Linked DNA regions of Zea mays: regions 2 and 3 are each linked to region 1. Evidence: chromatin contacts called from public Hi-C data. All regions are on one chromosome and are shown on one strand. The core of a region is the stretch at or near the end of the contact, and the rest is flanking DNA. Distances in the headings are between cores, read along the strand shown. Region 1 holds the start of LOC100216983 (beta-1,3-galactosyltransferase sqv-2). Region 2 holds the start of LOC100279314 (decaprenyl-diphosphate synthase subunit 1). Region 3 holds the start of LOC100283858 (60S ribosomal protein L27).

Region 1 (4,102 bases), core at 940-3,439:
AGCAGGGGCGGAGGACCCGGTAGGGCACTCGCCTACCTTGACTGCCCCACTGATCCCCACCCCAAATCGCCCCTGGCAGACATGGGCATAACCATAAAAGGTCACTGTTGTGGAACTACATGCTGCAAAGAGGAATCCAGTTCCATTCGTGGAAGAAGATAACTCCAATAAAGATGAACTGTTACTCAGCCTTTGGGCCTTGTGGCCTTTTTGGTTCTTGGCTAACTGCGCCACAACTTGTCTAAAGTTAGTCGGCCAAATTGAAGAACTAACCTTAGACAGAGAACCAAACATGCCCTAAAAATTTAAACTACAGCACTGCGTACAAGTCCATCTGTTCATTTTCCCTCCCAACGCAGCAACCCTTCGTGTTGATCGCGACTTCGCCGTCGAACTGTACCGTGGTATGGGGCAACAAATTCGCTCTGCTCCTGCAGGTAAGCAAGTCTGTAGCCCTCCGCAACTCCATAAATATGCAGAGAGTTCGGCACAGTCACACAAACACACAGTAGGGCCCTCTAGAACCTGATTTCCCCCCCCCCCCCCCCCCCCCCCCCCCTTGGTGATTGTTATTAGCTTATTTTTTTTGTTATTAATTAGTTTAGTTGGTTGATTGTAAAGTGCAGCAAATTATTAAATAAATGTGGAACCAAAAGTATTAGAGGAGGAAGATGACTATACTCATATCAATTTTGACAAACAGTCGCTGCAGTTGAAGAGGACATTGAAAATGATATGGCTGGCAGATAAGTTGAAGAGGAGATGGAAAATGACAAGGAAGCCGATGTGGAGGTTGAACCTCATTAACTATGCAATCCGGATCACATTATTACTGATCCGTGGCTTCGTATATTAACATTAGTTCAGAGTTAATAGAGCTTTCATAGACAAGGATCCAACTCAAACAATTGGTTATAATTTCCCTAAATCAAAGACGAAAAGGTTCCTTTAGAAAACATGGTTCAAGCAATATTGTTGGCATGAATACCGTGTGAAGAGAAGAGAAAGATATGGCTTATTGCTTTTATTGATACCTTTTCATGCATGATCGGATGGATGACAAATTTGGATATGATGTCTTTACAACATCGGGATTTAACAATTGAAAGAATGCATATTTGGCACTTTCAAAGCATTGGGAATTAACAATTGGAAGTTTGGCTTAATGATGTGTGTGCTACGAGCGAGAAATATTCAAAGGAGTTGATCTTGATTCTTGAGAAGATCAAGAAAAGGTTTCACAAAAAGAAAGATATGCAAATGCAATTGCATAGCTCGCCTAGATGTGATTGAAGCTTACTCGTTGTATGGTTTCTTGACTTCACTTGTATTTTTCTATAATTTTATTTATTCCTCCTGCGCTCGTTCGAGAAAAAAATAATTCTATTTATTCTAAACATTTTTACCAACACGACATATTACGATAAGAGATATTATTTTACAATCTATATGTATCAAGTTTGATATACCTTATTTTTTTCTGTTCTCCGCCACTGAACCTAAATGTGCAGGGTCATTGGCACACAGGTGGGCTCAGCGCCAGTATGAACAAACGAGCCAGAATAATAGCGCTGACAGAGTCTGAATTCTTGAATCCGTGAGCATCTGAGCACTCTCTCGCAGTTCCCAAATTAGCAACACTCTCAAGGAACTCAGGGAGCTCAAGTACCGCGACTCACGACTCACAAGTTGAGGTACACAGTGCGGGTTCAGAGTCCAAGCAACCAACATTCCCCCTGCAGCCCCAAACCGCAGAATGCAGTTGACCAGCAACACACGGATCTTACCCACATCCATCCCTTCCATCCTAGGAGCGCTGAGGAGCGTACAGAACGAGGCACAAGTGTGGACAGGATGAACTCTCCAAGTCAAGATTTCGTGGAGCGAGCAACGGAATATACCTGTCGGTGAAGAGCAGGCCGAGGCAGAAGCTCCCGACGCATAGCAGCAGCACCCATCTCCTGGCCACGCCATCCGCGCCTCCTCCCCGCCTCCAACCCATGTCCGCCGTCGGCGCGACGCCGCCAACCACCACCTCGTCCTCGTCCTTCTCCTCTCAGGTCCCGCGGCGGCAGCAGCAGGACATGGACGCCCACGGCGCGAGGAAGCCATGACCTGGATTCTTTAATCCCGGAGACCGGAGCTGAGGCCGCCACGGTCTACGCCCCATGACACCCATGTGCGCGGGCGGGAGGCGGCCACCGACAACGCAGGGTACAGCTTGCCTGCTCTGCTTTGAGTAAAGACAGAATTCCCTCGGAGCCATTGAAATGGTTCCTCGATTGCCATTAAAAATTACAGAGTTTAGGACCTATTCGAAAGCATTCAGTTTTTAAAAAACTGATTTATAAAAATTGAGTTGATTATAAATATAATAATTTATAATTTAGTTTATATAATTCTCTATTTTTTAAAAACTAAGAAGTTGACCTCTACTAACTAAAAGATAAAACCCAATTTTTTTATTGGGTTGTTTTTAAACTGTGCCTTACTTAACTGCCATTAGTTTATTATAATTTTTATTCCTGTTTGGCCATTACTGTTAGGCTGGATCCAGTAGAAGCAAAATGATCTACGGTTATTTTTCTGCTGCGTGCCGAGTTTACGTATCATGAGCCAACTATAGATGAAGTGACGGTAGAGGATCTCATTGTGGATCTAGTGGAGTTGATACCTACCTACCTCTGTCGTGTTGTAGTCAGCTATAGGTATCGACCACTACAGAGACGGCAGGAGATAGACTCGGTCGGTCGACTAGTCGAGACGAATAACAACGATTGGAGTGATGCAAGGTCGGTCGATATCGACCGACACATTTGAGCAGCACAGCTACCGATCAGACGCGATCAGTAGCGGCATACGGTTGTTGATGTGGCACAATCTAATTCGTCAGCGCTATTTCTTTTATTTTAATTTGAAAAAAAAACTCATGCATATCTCTTAGGGGTGCATCGAATGTATGGTCACTTCTTCAAGCAATGTTATCTATGTAGGTCTAGCTCTGAAATAAAGAGATGTGCAAATTCTCTGCTCGATGTTGACTTACAATCAGAACAGTTGTTTTACTCCGTCTATTTATTTCCATTGTCTGTTTATTATCACTACCAATTTATTATACTCTATTATTGATCATTTGATGATGAAATGTGATTACTGAAAATATATGGAGTTTGATTATAAGGGCATGTACATTTGCACGGTACTCCAAGTATAAGACAGCTAATACACAATATAATACAGTGGACATGTCTAAAACATGTGTATCTATATTTATTACACCAATCAGAGCAATCAATAAATTAAATTGACCAATCAGTTATTCATCTGTCTCGAACAGAGAGTGTTCATCAAGATACATGACTTGAGTTTTTTTATATTTACCACATTAGACACACTCGAAGACACGGCTCAAGAAATCCATCGTACATGTCTTAATCAGTCTTAGTTAAGGCAACAATTAGTGATGTTCCTTTCTCTTGTAACTTGCGGATCTTCCCTGAAACACCGTGCCACGTAAGTAATAAACTTTTAAATTTCTACATACATGATTCGTTACACCCCATCAACTATTCAATTTGAAGTTGACCTCTACTTGCTACCTCTTGGAAAATCAGTCACCATGTCTCTGGTTCTTGGTCTATCCATATTCATCGTCTTGACAAGACAAGAGAAATCCAGACAGGTTTCGTGACTAGCAGTGCAAAGGCGAAGGAAGGTGATGTTTTCTTTGTGTCGGCTCACACCAAGGTCAAGCTCTACACTTCTTGCCCCAGGTTCCATGCAACTGCAAAGGGTTCGGGTAAACAACAGTTTCCTGAGTTGATGGGCAACTGGTTTAGGGTTTAGGGGTACCAGCTACACAAAGGATTTTCATGTTTGCCACTTGTTCAAAAAGTAAGTTAATTATGTGGGTTCTCATCGTGTATAGGAAATATGGAGAATAAGTTCATCCTTTATTTATTTTATAAATTGTATTTCATTTCCAAATATGATGAGTTGTTGGGATCACAAATGGATATGTAATTGAGTTCAAAGTTAAATGTACCTCTTGAGTTAGTAAAAAATGTAGTTTGACTCATAGAAATGTGGTAATGCATTAACT
Region 2 (4,102 bases), core at 813-3,312, 380 kb after region 1:
TTGAGCTCGAAACACAACACACGGAGTTCACAACTCAAATGGAGCTCAAATCACTATCACAAAGAATCGAATGCGTGAAGTTGGAGTCTTGGAGTCTTAGGATGCTTAGTGAATGCTTGGGTGACTCCTCCATGCGCCTAGGGGTCCCTTTTATAGCCCCAAGGAAGCTAGGAGCCGTTGAAGATCAACATGGAAGGCTATCCTTGCCTTCTGTCGAGTGGCGCACCGGACAGTCCGGTGCGCCACCGGACAGGTCCTGTAGACGGTCCGGTGCTTGATCTCCTTCCAAATTTGGCATATCTGACCGTTGCTCCTCTGGGCTGATTGGCGCACCAGCCGACCGTTGGAGCAGTCCACGTGTCGCGTGAAGATTGCGCGGCCGACCGTTGGCTCACCGGACAGTCCGGTGCACCACCAGACAGTTCGGTGAATTATAGCCACGTCGCCCCTTTGCTTTTCCCGAGGGCGACGAGTTCGCCGCGGATGACTCACCGGACAGTCCGGTGCACCACCGGACGGTCCGATGAATTATAGCCATACGCCGTCGTCGAGTCCCGATAGCGGCCTTTTCACGCGGACCAGCCTAGCGTACCGGACAGTCCGGTGTGCCAAGCCGAGCTGAGGATTGGCCGCATAGAGCCAAGCTTTTCCCTTTTCCTTTCTTCTTTAGTCACTGTTTCTAGCACTTGGATAACCATGTTAGTACACAAAACAATTCACCAAGTCTAGAAACATACCTTTTTCCTTGATTTGCACTTCTCACTTTATTTTGCACATTAGAACTCAATTAAATGTGTTGGACACTTAATCACCAAAACATTATAGAAATTGCCCAAGGGCACATTTCCCTTTCAGGTAGCATGGCTTGTGGGTAAAGATGTGCAACCTCTGTAGAGTGTAAAATTGGTATATCAGCCGTGCTCACGACCATGAGCGGCTCGGACACGCACATGATTAAGTTATGGAATTAAACTTAATTTGTCATATGCATCACATTGTGGTTTTATTATTAATTTTAATCTACTATTATTTTAGGGTATATACATACATTTAGTAACTGCTAATAAAATTTGACCAATTTATTAAAAGCAATGCTCAGCTTTAACAATTATTTGTTTATCAGCCTTACACTTCTTATGAGCTCTTGTGAGCTCACCCTTGCGATATATAACCCCAGGTGAAGAGCAGGTAGCCCAGGAGGAGGACTACTAAGAGGAGTACGATGAAGTTTAGGAGGCGTCTCCGAGTCAGCTTAATGACACCAAGGAATAATATTAGTTCGCTTATTTGTTATCATTTATTTTTGTAAGACACTTCCACAATGTAATAATATTTGTGACATTTATCTCTATACACTTGGTAATTATATATGTTCTTTTTCTTTAACACATATGAGACGTACCCGAGTTTACTCCTTAAATCCGAGTGTGACACTAGTTTGAAACGAGGAGCCAAACCTAGAGAGGTAAACCTTCCATAAATAACTAATTGTCTTATTCAAATAACACCTCCTAGATTGCCCGTTCTATAAATAAAAAATTATAAAGAAATTTAAGTTTTCAAACTAGCACTCAAAATATAAATAACAAAGTTACTAAAATTACAAATTTTATATATACTATGCCTGAAGTGGGTGTTTAGTTCCGCACCACTAAAATTTAAACCCATCACATCAAATATTTAATTAATAATTAAGGATACTAAATATAATCCAGTTATAAAACTAATTACACATAAAAACTAAAAGATAAAACATATTTATTAAATCTAACTAAATCTACATTTAATACTTATATTTAATATTTAAATATTTAATGCGACACCAAACACCCAAACGTAGAAAACACATGTAAAGTTCCCTCGTGGGCTTGGGCCTTTTCGTGCAGGCGCATTCCACCACTAGACGTGGCACTGTGGCAGAACGGGCGCATCCACCGATCCACGTAACCCTCCTCCACGCCACGGGTGGCGCCTCCGTTCCAACCCACAAACCGAGCGGCGGCCGCCGCCTCCCTTTTCGTCTCTGACTTTTTCTACAAGCTCATTCTTCCTCCCCCGATCTCGGGAGCAGCCGAAGCATGTCCTGGCGGTGGACTCTCGCGCGCCGCGTCGCCACGCTGGCCGCGATCGGTGGCGGCGGTGCCCAGGCGCAGAGGCTCCTGTCCACCTCGTCAGCCGGCGGTGGCACTGGCCTCCTGGGTCGGCACTACATACCCCTCGCCTCCCAGATTCGGAGCAAGGTCCACTGCCCCGTTCCCTTCCCGTACTTTACCCTCTGCCGCTGGTGCTTGCCTGCTTGCTGGCGGCCGAGCTGCCAGCCACCGCCCGCGTTGTGTTTGCGTTTATGCCGTGCTCCTGTAGACCGTTCGGAGTGGCGCTCCTAGTGATGGCATTCGCGCGAGTTTGCCCTCGTTAATACGCTGCCTAGTCCCGTAAACCATAAGGAATAGCAACAGGTCCTTCATATGCAAGGTTATTAAAACAATAAAGCGTTTAAATACTCATGGGTGAAATTTTGACTTTTAAATGTTTAAACAAACGTTTAAACAAAGTTTAAACGTAATTTTAAACAACATAGGAAAACTATAAATATATTATAATTTCAGACAATAACATGAAGTTAAATACCAAAACAAAGAGGTTAGTGGCTTACCAAAACTTCACTCAGGAGCCGGATTGGACCCAAAAGTAATTAACAGACTGGGTCCAAAAGTAGCTAATGGTTTAAAACGCTTGAAACACTGCGTTTTACAGTTTAGAATGCTAAAACACGGTTTCAACATCTTATTAGAGTTTTGACGTTTAAACGCAGTATGGGAAAAGTCTGGCTTTTCCGTTGTGCTGAACTGCTGATACAGGCTCTCTACGTTTTGTATCGTTTAGTAGGTAGTTGGTTGCAGAGGAGCTGCTCTTGTGAGCTCCAGATGGTTGCATGAGGCCCAATACCAGGTTCGCCAGGACGGGGCTTCCAGGGCTCAGGTAGTTGATGTCTCATCTCTGTTATCATTCGTTTTGTGCTGCTCATTCAGTGTGAAATGATCACTTCGCCCTTTTCTTTCAATAAAAGGGTTAGGGTAGGGCATAATTTAACACATGAAGTATGAAATGAAATGATAGTTGACATAAATGCACAAAGTAAATCATTGGGTGTCACATTATTCAGTTGACTGCATCTTGTTGCTATTACATCTCTTGTCTGTAGCACTGTGTGTACCCTTTTTCTAATGCACTGTCAATCGATGGCTTCTCATCTTAAGCCTATCTTGATGCTATCGCTGCACATTAGTTATCATATGAGCAAGCTTCTATAAAGGTTATAGACCCAATATGATTCCTTTTCATAGATATGCTGTTCCTCCATCTCCAGAAAAAAAGGGTAAAATGTCTTTCAGCTGTTAATTCATATAAAAACTTGTAATGCAGCCAGGTACTAGGATATTGTTCCTGGTTTGACTAAGCTAATATGGCAAAGAACACATTGTGCTTTATAGATCATTTGAAACTTGTACAGGACAATTTAATTTTCTTTTCATCATTTGATGTTCCCAAGGGCCACATCTCTTGCCTTTTCAAGTAGTTGGCAATTTACCATCATGTTGTATGGACTTGAAAGAAAGTTCCATTCATATTGCAACAATAAGGCTTTGATGTTGTTTTGACATGAATCAAAGGTTATCTTAGGGCCAGTTTGGCAGAGCTTAAAGAGCAACTTCTAGGCTGAATCCAGGAGCACGTCTGCCAAACAGTTTTTTAATGAGTGTACTGATTCTGTCAAGTGGTTCTATTTCTATGAAATGAACAATGAGGCTGGGGGCTAAAAAAAGTAGCTTCTCCTGATTCACTTCACACACAGAATCACTATATAGTTAGTTTTTATCCTAGAGAATCAATTTCAATAAATTTTTTTTCTCACAGAGAATCAACTTCCACTGAGAATCTAGAAGAGGAACTCTACCAAACTGGCTCTTAATCTGTTCTGAATTTATCCTCAGCCTTTTATTTTGTTGGAAATGTAGAGGCTTTTTTTGACTGTAATATAGTCTGAAGACTCTAATTTTCTCGTGTTCTCAGGAACAGCAAGATCCATTTGAATTAGTCGCCG
Region 3 (4,102 bases), core at 727-3,226, 350 kb before region 1:
CCGCGCGAAGACTGAAACTGCAGAAATCTCAGCTGTAGGTAAATACATTCTGAAATAGGTTCGAAACTGGGATTTGGTCATTTTCATGCCAGATTCCGTTCAAATAAGATTTTGAGGTGCACGAATTAAGTTATAAAATAAGGTTTACTGGTACCAAACGCATTGATAAATTGTAACCAGGAAGACAATGTTGAACTTGTAAAGCAAACAACACAATAGTAACGAGCAGCAAAATGTGCCAAAGCAATCAAAATGCGTACCAAATTACAAGAGGTTCTAGGTGAAATAACACCTAACACGTTTGTTTAAAAAGGCAACATTAAAACATACCCAGCCTCAGAAGGTTACATGAATTATTTGCTTTACTCCACGGTATATTCTATTCTACTCACATGTCACAATTTATAATTCGTTTGACTTTTTGAACCGAGATTGACCGGTTCATCTTATTCAATTTTTTTGCAAGAAAATGGAAAATTCAAAGCCATATTTAAAATATATTATATACTAAACGATATCACAGTAAAAATTAATAATAATTACGATTTTTTTTGAAAAGCCAGTCAAACAAATTATAAAATGGAACGAAGGTAGTAGAATTCTTAGGATCCGTTGTATTTTATTTCACGAGTAAATAAAAGATAACAAGAGGCTACAAGCATGATCAACAAACAAATGAGAAACTAAAACTAACTGCCCATTAATTACAAGACAATGAATGAAGCAGCATCCAATGTGATAGCCAACAGCGCTTCGATTCGAACGTATCAAATTTTCCCTAATGTTACTCAAAAATATTTGGAAAGGAATGACTACCCAGCTCCGAAAGGCAGTATGAACAGTATTAAAAAAATTCTTTGACAGGGAGTCAAACAGCATCTAAGTAAAGCATGATTTTCCATGGAAGTTTAATATTCGCAATCAACCCGACATTACAAGTTTAACAAACTAATCAATAGGATAAATAAGATTGTAGCCAATATTTGTTGTCATCTACTTGATGAAACAGTTAATCCTAAAGACACAAATTGAACATTCAACAATTCCATAGAGCCCAGGGCCACTAGCTCAATTCAGCTAAGACCCCCTTTGAATACATGAAATTGAATTTCATTCTAATAATCGTAATTTAGACATATATCAATTAAACTAATATGGTTTTATACATAATATATTTGTATACCTTATGCTACATTTCTACTTTTCATAATTAACCAGATCATCAGGAGAAACAAAAGAGCATACTTGATGAAACACTACTAACAAGATGCATCACAAATGTCTGGCACCAACAAGAAACCCGCAAGCCGTAAAACAGAACAAAATTTTAACCAGACCTATCACGAAAACATGTAACACAACAACGGCATATCTTAGCAAATTTATCTCTGAGAGCCCCAGGACTAAACACGAAATATTCATGGTAATACGAAAACAGAGATGGAGTGTGTCCGATACAACAAATCGACAGCTAAAGCAGGACTATTCGGGAGGCCGAGCATCTAGAAGCGGAGCTTGGTAAAGAACCACCTGTTCTTGCCGGTCTTGAACCTCTCCTCAAGGCGCGCTTTGGCCGTCTTGCAGGCGGCGACCTTCTTGTCGTGGGTAGAGAGTGCGTCGGGCCCACCGGTGGCGACATCCTTGAAATCGACGTCGAGGGTGTAGCGGGTGGGCATGAGGTGAGTGAAGTTGACGAGCTTGATGAAGCACTTGACGCGCGACTTCTTCGCAGTCTTCTTGGCGGAGTCCTTGCGGATCACCTTCTTTGGGTACTTGGCGAGGCCTGCGACGAGGCAGTGGCCATAGGGGCGGTCGCGGGTGCCCTCCTCGAACACGCGCACGATAACTGCCTTCCTGCCGGCGAAGCGGCCCTGGAGGAGGATAACGGCCTTGCCGGGCTTGAGGAACTTCACCATCTTCGGATGCTGCTGCCGCTGCTGCGCCGCCGCCGCCGCCGCCGGGAGTGTAGGGTTTGGGAGGTGTGTCAAATCGGAGCACGGCGAAGAGAGAAGGTTATATAGTGTGGCGGCGCTAGGGTTTCCAGGTGGGTGGGTTTCGGCTGTTGGATCCAGGATCGGACGGTGCTGCCGTGCTCGAGCTTCAGGGGGCGCGGGATGAAGTAGTTCTGGGTCTGATGTAAGGCTCGTCGTCAATGGCCCAAGGCCCAACATGAGCACTACTGTAGCTTTTCTTTGTCGTACAGAAAAAGATCCAGTCGGCCAGTCCAAATTCCATCCCAGCATTCCTTCATGTGCCCCAGCTCTGCAGCTCAACACCGGTCTCATCTCTTCTCTACTCCTTAAGGTTGTGTGAGGCAACTATGTCATCTCCTATCTTATCTTCTTATAGCATATAGTTTGTTCTAACACTACGATCTCGATCAGATGAGGAAAGAAGTCGATGGTGGCAGTGACACGAGTGAGAGGAGGGGGAGGGGCCGGCGGGGTCACAATAGAAGAGGGACTGGGGGAGGCTATGGCGGTGGGGTCACGGGGAGAGGATGAAGAATGATCCAAATAATATTGTCTATTTGATTTACGTGAGTAATAGATATTAAGTTATCTAATGTTCTGAACCGTTGAATTTAATGGTGTTAAATTTGGGTGCAATTTGTTTGGTGGATTTAGTTATTGTTATGAGTGTGGATGATTTGGTCAAGTGAGTTTTGCAAAGTTTAAACTATTGAAATATACAGTAGTATATATTTCAAACTTTACTAAATAAACAATAATGTCTACAATGCAAACAACAGTTTTTTTGTATGGCCTTATGTGCGATCTATTGAAGGTAGCCTAAAATACAAGTTTTCATTGTTCCATCATTTCCACTGTCCCGTTTGTCATGCACAAAGCATGTAGATCCATTCCTCTCCTCCAGCATCTCATAAACAAATAATTTTCGAGATAAGCTTCCATCCATATATGATCGAACAAGGACAACAAAAATATGATAGGCTCGAACCCCCATAGAAGCGGGCGACGAAACAGGAGCCATGAGGGACGTGCGCTCCCTGCCGTTACACCTAAAAATCCTTATCATTTAGTTGTCGGTTTTAGGGCTGAAAAATAAGCTCGAGGCTCACGAGTCGGCTCGAATTTAGAGTGGCTCGGCTCGGCTCGGCTCGAAGCGACTCACGAGCCTCGAACGAGCCGAGCCCATTTCTCGAGCTCATTTTTTCAGCGAGTCGAGCTGAGCCGGCTCATTTCGACTCGCGAGCCGCGCCAAATTGTTTGATTCCGAATAATGATTAATATTAGATAATTTTATGGATAATAGCTTGTTTTTTTAGTCTTTAATGGCGAATATATTACACTTTATAATTTAAATTACTCATAATATTGAATGATGATTCCATATTTCAAATTTATATAATGTTAATTCACTAAATAATGCAATAATCAGTATTAGGAATTAGCTCGCGAGCCAATATCGAGCCGAGTCGAGCCCATTCAATCATCGAGCCGCATCGAGCTGAGCCGAGCCGAGCTTGGCTTAGCTCGTTTCCAGCCCTGGTCGGCTCCCATCTCTGGTGCCGTTGTCGAGGACACACTAAACGCCTCGCTGATGTATTTGGCTCGCCTCGGATGGTCTCTTGTCTTCTGCCTCAACCGCTCTATCATCCATCGGTGCCCATGTCCACTCTAGGGGTGAAAATGGGACGGGTACCGGATACGGGTACCAAAATTACTCGAATTTTTGGATACAGATACATATATTTTTATGTCGGGTTGGATACATGTACTAGCCTGATATTTAACTTTCGGGTACGGGTAGAATATGGAATCAGTGTTACACGGCAACTACTCGGATACTAATACGTTCGGGTACCCGGCTGGCAGTGGCGCAGTGCGGTACAGCCATGTCCGTCAGCCGCATTGTGCCTTGGCCTGCTCCTGTGCAGCGGTGCTCACTGCTGGCTCAATAGCAGTAGCAGTGGTGCGCCTCGGCCTGCTGGATCTCTCCTGGGCTACGATGTATAGCAACGATCGACAGGTGTTGGCGTGTTGCTGTCGCCATTCACGTAGCATTTTGATGCCCAATTATTACGTTACACTGGCGCTGGGAGTTGAATATACAAGTAACCCCGTGGAGCACAATCTGC

Evidence for each region. Hi-C and Micro-C count contacts between places; a contact is called where the count stands out from the background.
Region 2: a contact with region 1 is called in a Hi-C map of ear, with 2.1 times the contacts expected there. The contact joins the promoter of LOC100279314 here to the promoter of LOC100216983 in region 1. A contact is called at or near these places in 2 of 25 Hi-C or Micro-C datasets (ear and tassel).
Region 3: a Hi-C map of ear shows a contact between it and region 1, with 4 times the contacts expected there. The contact joins the promoter of LOC100283858 here to the promoter of LOC100216983 in region 1. A contact is called at or near these places in 2 of 25 Hi-C or Micro-C datasets (ear and tassel).

The regions. Positions count from the first base shown.
Region 1 is chr5:43,013,697-43,017,798 of Zm-B73-REFERENCE-NAM-5.0, forward strand. It overlaps LOC100216983 (beta-1,3-galactosyltransferase sqv-2), which reads right to left and starts at 2,190. Exons shown (of 11, transcript NM_001143362.1): 1 at 1,902-2,190. The coding sequence starts at 2,002.
Region 2 is chr5:43,393,153-43,397,254 of Zm-B73-REFERENCE-NAM-5.0, forward strand. LOC100279314 (decaprenyl-diphosphate synthase subunit 1) reads left to right here and starts at 2,063. Exons shown (of 13, transcript NM_001152335.1): 1 at 2,063-2,240; 2 at 2,887-2,979; 3 at 4,072-4,102. The coding sequence starts at 2,079.
Region 3 is chr5:42,664,659-42,668,760 of Zm-B73-REFERENCE-NAM-5.0, forward strand. It overlaps LOC100283858 (60S ribosomal protein L27), which reads right to left and starts at 1,977. Exons shown (of 1, transcript NM_001291614.1): 1 at 1,392-1,977. The coding sequence starts at 1,916. The coding sequence ends at 1,503.